Regions from separate parts of the Mus musculus genome. Here region 1 is linked to region 2. Evidence: chromatin contacts called from public Micro-C data. All regions are on one chromosome and are shown on one strand. Each heading gives the region's core, a stretch centred on a gene start, on an enhancer-like site or on the middle of the called end of the contact. The rest is flanking DNA. Distances are from core to core; before and after follow the strand shown. Region 1 overlaps St6galnac3 (ST6 (alpha-N-acetyl-neuraminyl-2,3-beta-galactosyl-1,3)-N-acetylgalactosaminide alpha-2,6-sialyltransferase 3). Region 2 overlaps St6galnac3 (ST6 (alpha-N-acetyl-neuraminyl-2,3-beta-galactosyl-1,3)-N-acetylgalactosaminide alpha-2,6-sialyltransferase 3).

Region 1 (2,700 bases), core at 120-2,619, 150 kb before region 2:
TGCTCCGAATGTCTTATTTTAGCCTCTGGGAACCTCTTCATGTTGACTTAGCATGCTTTTGATGCTCAGGAAAGGCCATGCATAGTTTTCCTCTTTCCTAGTATTGTTGGGTCTTCAGCTCTCATCCACCCATACCTTTCTGCCCATATTCCGACGTTCGCCAAAGAGCCTTGATTCTCTTAGCTGCTAAAAGAACATAACCATAGCACTATGGCATCCATTATTGCAAGACTGGGTTTTTCTTTCTTGGCCTTTAGAGTGGGCAGAGATAACCAATATATGCTGTGTGTCTTGTCTGTAAATAAGATTATCATGGTGTTCAAATGCAGTCTTTTCATTCTAACCCAGGCCTACCAGACTTTTATTTTAACATACATGTCTTACAGTATCTTACCGTCTTGTCTTCTGTCTGGCAGGCTGCCATTTAAAATCCCCATTTCCTCTACCTTATAATACACGGTAACCTTCAAGTAATGGTGAATCAGCTATGTGATCATTGCCAGCCTGTTAGGGGAACTGTGCATGGAAGATGTTTAAAGGTCAGGTATGGGTGCTAAATGCATAAGGCTGCATTCACTTGGTGTGTGCTGGGATGTGTTTCCCCCTCCCCCCCAAATTGCAATATTTCCCTCTCAAGTAACTAGGGGTGGGTGTTACCCTGGGCACACATAGACACACACACACAATGGACTAGGGGTGGGTGTTACCCTGGGCACACATAGACACACACACAATGGACTAGGGGCGGGTGTTATCCTGGGCACACACAGACACACACACAATGGACTAGGGGTGGGTGTTACCCTGGGCACACATAGACACACACACAATGGACTTGGGAACCAGACTTCCATTTAAATCCACTTTTGTTTCAGTCTGTCCACTCTTACTGTCAGAATTCATCAGCAATATCATTTTCATCTTAGATATGTTTGGTGGAGATAAAGCTCAAGACCTTTGACATGACAGGTAAACACTGTACCACTGAGACAACATCCCCAATTCATCACATTCTCACGGAGAGATCATGTCACTGTCGATTCATGGGCCTAAAATGTTGATGTCACTGTTACTTAAGATTTTTTTTTATATAGAGATATTATTAGGTTCAGTTTCTTGAAGGAAAATACTTCTTAGTTTCTTTTCTTCAGTCATCAAAGTTCTGTTTGAAAAATACAGCCTTGGGCTGGTGAGATGGCTCAGTGGATCAACCAAGGTGTTTACCTCCAATTCAAAGACCAGAGTTTGATCTCTGGGACCCAGTATGTGGACGGAGAGAACTGATTCTCGACAGCTGTTCCCTAACCTCCCCACGCTCTCTGTGGTGCATGCGTGGGTATGAGCTGCCACTGTCACTTCCCCACCACAAATGAATAAATGTTAGCTAAGTATATTTTCATTTTCCCAGAGGCTTCCTCTTTCTTGTGAGACTCCTTACTGAGGAAATGTGCTGTTGGGTAAGCATTGCTCAAAGGCTTGAGTTTCTTGGAACAATGCTAGACTAACCCTTAAGTATATTGAGAGACTTTTTCAAACCTAAGAGAATTAATTTGTTCTTGTATTATTTACTGCCTAAAACTCCTTGGCTTGTCTGTCAGTGTGCCCCTGTGGGGGAGCCTGAGAGCCTTGAGTGGACTCTCAGTTCTTCCGTATGAAGGAGCCAGCTTTCTCTAGAATCCTCTGATCGTTGGACAATGGCCACTTTTATAGTTGTTCTTACCGAATCCAATTCTGGTAAACAAGAATTATGAATTCTGCAGACCTCCCTTGCCTCCCAGAAACCTTTGGAGTAAAAGGTTTTTATATTCAAAACATTCCGACCAAAATGTCTCTTTGCTTCCTTTTTGAATGATTGGTATGCATACATAACAGTAGCATGCTGGCAGCCAGCATTTACCCTAATACATCTTAAGATGAAATCCCCCTGGAGGTGCTCCTGCGCCGACGGTGGCACATGGTGCCTCTCTCCCGAATGATGAGAGTATGCGCGTGGCGTGCATAGACACAGGGGGAATATTAAGTTCTCAGAAGGCCACAGGCACACCACGAGCACTATGCTCTAACCTCTGGCAGGTGGGCAATTGCAGCTTGCTTCCCACTTCAGAAACATGTCGGCAGATGTAGGCACATTATTTAATTAACTAATAATTGAGAAAGCTATAGTCACTATTAAAAGAGCAAAGCTAATTCTGGGCTGATAAAGGACTCTTAGCTGCCCTAAATAGGTCGTAATTAGCTGGCAGCGGTGTAGCTCCACCTTCAGGGATGGGTGAAATTAATGAAAGCTGGCAGTGAATGAAACTGCATTTCATGCTCCTGCCTCAGGTAAAGAGGGTGAGGAGAGAGTGAGTCGCTTTTTAGGGCCATTTAGGAAGCAGAGGACATGACAGCCACTGCCAGGAAGTACAGAGAGCATGGGACATTGGTTTGTATATATCAAGTTCTCTGCTGCCTTTCTGCCAGAGAACTCCATCATTGGTACTCAGTCTCCAGGAGAGAGAGATAAGCCAGAGATGTGCCAGCCCTCATTGACATCCAGTGGTGACAGTCCCCTTTGTCTAGCCAGGGTCTTAAAGGTAGCATGAGTCTCACTCTTTCTACTGGGTCATTTTTGAAAGTTTCTTCTATTCACTCTAGGGATTAAATTGACTCACACCTCTTGGGTTTTCAAACTCTAGGTTGAGGTGTATTACATCTCCT
Region 2 (2,700 bases), core at 128-2,627:
GGTCTGGAAGCTCAGGCTTGGTTGGGATGTGGGTTGCAGAGTGGAAAATTCTATCTGTGGAGACTCACTTCTCCTTTTTAAGTAAGAGCTCCTGGTTAAAAGCTGTGTGTCACATCCCATATGGGGGCTCTGAGATCTAATTTTACTGAAGGGCCCCAAGGCACAGAGGCTAGCCAAGATTCTGAGAAAATATCAAATAAAAATCTTGCAACCAATGGACAGCACTTTTCATAATTAGGAAGAACATATCGCCCCATACATCATCATTAGTCTGAGACAAGCAACAGAAGGCTGGTGGGGAGGACGGTTTCTCTAACCAGGGAACAGGTGGCCAGGGCAAGCAAGCCAGCGTGGGAGACCTTAGTCCACTCTGCTAAAAGAATTCTCTGCTCCTCCCCAGGAGATGGTCAGATGAGGTGAGGATGGGGGAGGGAGGGCTGTAGCTGTTTGACAGTGGGTCTTTCAGACCATGGTGGGGTTTTACTTAGACAGTGGAAGGCCAGGGAAGGGATTTAATGGTGCCCAGAGTCACCCTGAAGAATGCAGTGGTCTCCAGTCTCTTTGTAGAGCAAAGTTTGGATAGTATAGAATATCCAGAAACAATTTTATCTTTCATTTGAATTGCTTCTTGTGGGTTGATTGCTTATTCTTCAGCCATAATTGATGCTAGCTGTTGCCTTGAGGCTATTAGACCGGGGTGGGGGTGGGGGTGGGAGGTTGGGAGGATGGTTCTGGCAGCCTTCTGTGTAGCAGCCAGACACAGACAGAATAACACCCTGAAGCGTCAAAATATTAGTCCCCCGAGATACAGAATTGCAACTCTGGTTTATGAAGAAAACATCAGTTACACTTTCCAGTCATCTGGAGCAGTTTCTTGAATGCTGTTCGATCAGTTTGAATCAGCCAGGAGACTGGCCCAGAGGAAAACCAGAAGGGGACAATTCCAGGTAGCCTAGGTTGACAGCAGACTGAGCAGTGTGGCTTCTCATGGCCCAAGAAGTCCATTTGCATACGTAACATGCCCTCTTTGAAACCACTAATTATGCCTGTTATCTGTTTTCCAAGTACCATCATTTATCCAGTAGGATCCCTTGTGGAGATTACCTCTTCCATCTGAAATCTGATGCTGTCCGATTTCTACATTCTCCAGGGCCCATTCAAGGCCTCCGTCTCTTCATGGAGTTTATTCCTGATGTCCTTTGGTTTCCCTTCATTCTGAACTGTGAGAGTCTAGGAGCTCAGACACATGGAATCCCTTGGCTCTTTGATCATTCTTTCCCCCTCCTCCCTAACCTGGGAGACCCCAGCCAGTGCAGGCTCAAGTCTTAGTCTAGGCTAGTCTAGATACAGTGTGAGTGCGGAAGCAGCAGTAACTCTCCACCCTCCCGCCTCCTAAACTTAAGAGGAAGAGAAAGTGAAACAATGAAACAAAAGAAGACAAACAACACATTTTTGTAATTCAAAGACCAAATTGTGGCTTTGTGCAAAGTTCTTTTCCTCTGTGGATTTGCTGCACAGCTCATCAGATGGGTTAACATAAAAGGAGAATTGTTCTATGTAAATAACTCTAAGTGCCTTCACTCTTCTTTGTCTACTTTGTTTTCCCCAATTTCCCGCATTAAGTCCAAGTACTGTGATTCATCTTCCCATTGCTCTGACTTTGATTTTACCGTTGTGAAATGGAAATTATTAGGATTCCTGCAGCTGTGCTGCTTTACCAGGAGGGCCAGGCTGGCTCTGGTTGCTTGTGTCTCTGCCGGAAAGGTAATCTTCGCCAGGAGTGACCCCTTTATCTTTTCCTGGGAACTGCTCCTGTGAAAATGAGTATCTAATAGTTATCTTGGCTCACTAATTCATGCCATGTGCGCCAAAATTAAAACATTAAAGTTTCATAGATATAATATCATTTATAAATCATATCATAAAAACATCCATTTTCCCCATAGCCCTTGAAAACTTGGCATGCCTCCTCCCTGCCCCCAGCTGTTGCATGAATATCTGGAAACACACACACACACACAAAGACATAGAAAGTGGAGAGATACTTAGCATCAGTGCTCCCAAAGCTGCAAGGGGTATTATGCAGGGTGCTTTCAGGAGTGGGAATGCAAAATGCAATGTGAGATCCCCTGCTTCCCCTCCCCCATGTATTAACAGAGCCTGCAGCTCAGGAGGGCAGCGTTCTAGTGTTCATGCCTTATTCTGTTCCACTAGAGAAAGAGAACACTAACTGTTGCCTCCAAGCTTCTTGCTCATAAGTTTCAATATGTTTAGCTGTGGGTAAGTACAGCCAACTAATTATTTTCCACATTTCAAAAATGACAAGTAGAGAGGACTCGTTCCAAGTATCCTTAGAAACTGTGGGGTGTGGCAACTGTTCAATTAACAGGAATTAGTTGCTCTTGTTTACTACCCGATTTTCTAAATTTAGATTTGTTTTTTTTAATTTTTGTATGTATATGAGTATTTTGTCTGGGTGCGTGTGTGTATGTATGTATGTATGTATGTATGTATGTATGTATGTATGTATGCCTAAGGACCTCACGTGTGCTTCATGCCTGCAGAAGTCAGAAACAGGGTTTAGATCCCCTGGAGCTAGTGTTATGGAGGAAGGTTGTGAGCCACCAAGTGGTTACTGGGACTCGAACCCAGGTTCTCTGCAAGAGCCGAAAGTGTTCTTAACTGCTGAGCCATTTCTTC

Evidence for each region. Hi-C and Micro-C count contacts between places; a contact is called where the count stands out from the background.
Region 1: a contact with region 2 is called in a Micro-C map of macrophages, with 3 times the contacts expected there. The contact joins two enhancer-like sites. A contact is called at or near these places in 3 of 484 Hi-C or Micro-C datasets (the N1E-115 cell line, cerebral cortex and macrophages).

The regions. Positions count from the first base shown.
Region 1 is chr3:153,405,095-153,407,794 of GRCm38.p6, reverse strand. The region is part of intron 3 of St6galnac3 (ST6 (alpha-N-acetyl-neuraminyl-2,3-beta-galactosyl-1,3)-N-acetylgalactosaminide alpha-2,6-sialyltransferase 3); the gene reads left to right. Among named protein-coding and RNA genes, the nearest start is that of Gm46831, 100 kb to the left of the region's middle. Within about 2 kb of position 1,369, at least 26 of the 459 cell types and tissues checked have an H3K27ac peak or open chromatin away from gene starts, as enhancers often do. A contact at or near this core is called in macrophages, where this site is marked.
Region 2 is chr3:153,259,473-153,262,172 of GRCm38.p6, reverse strand. The region is part of intron 3 of St6galnac3 (ST6 (alpha-N-acetyl-neuraminyl-2,3-beta-galactosyl-1,3)-N-acetylgalactosaminide alpha-2,6-sialyltransferase 3); the gene reads left to right. It overlaps Gm52634 (a long non-coding RNA gene), which reads right to left. Exons shown (of 3, transcript XR_003954698.1): 3 at 1-1,812. Among named protein-coding and RNA genes, the nearest start is that of Gm52634, 4.4 kb to the right of the region's middle. Within about 2 kb of position 1,377, at least 48 of the 459 cell types and tissues checked have an H3K27ac peak or open chromatin away from gene starts, as enhancers often do. A contact at or near this core is called in macrophages, where this site is marked.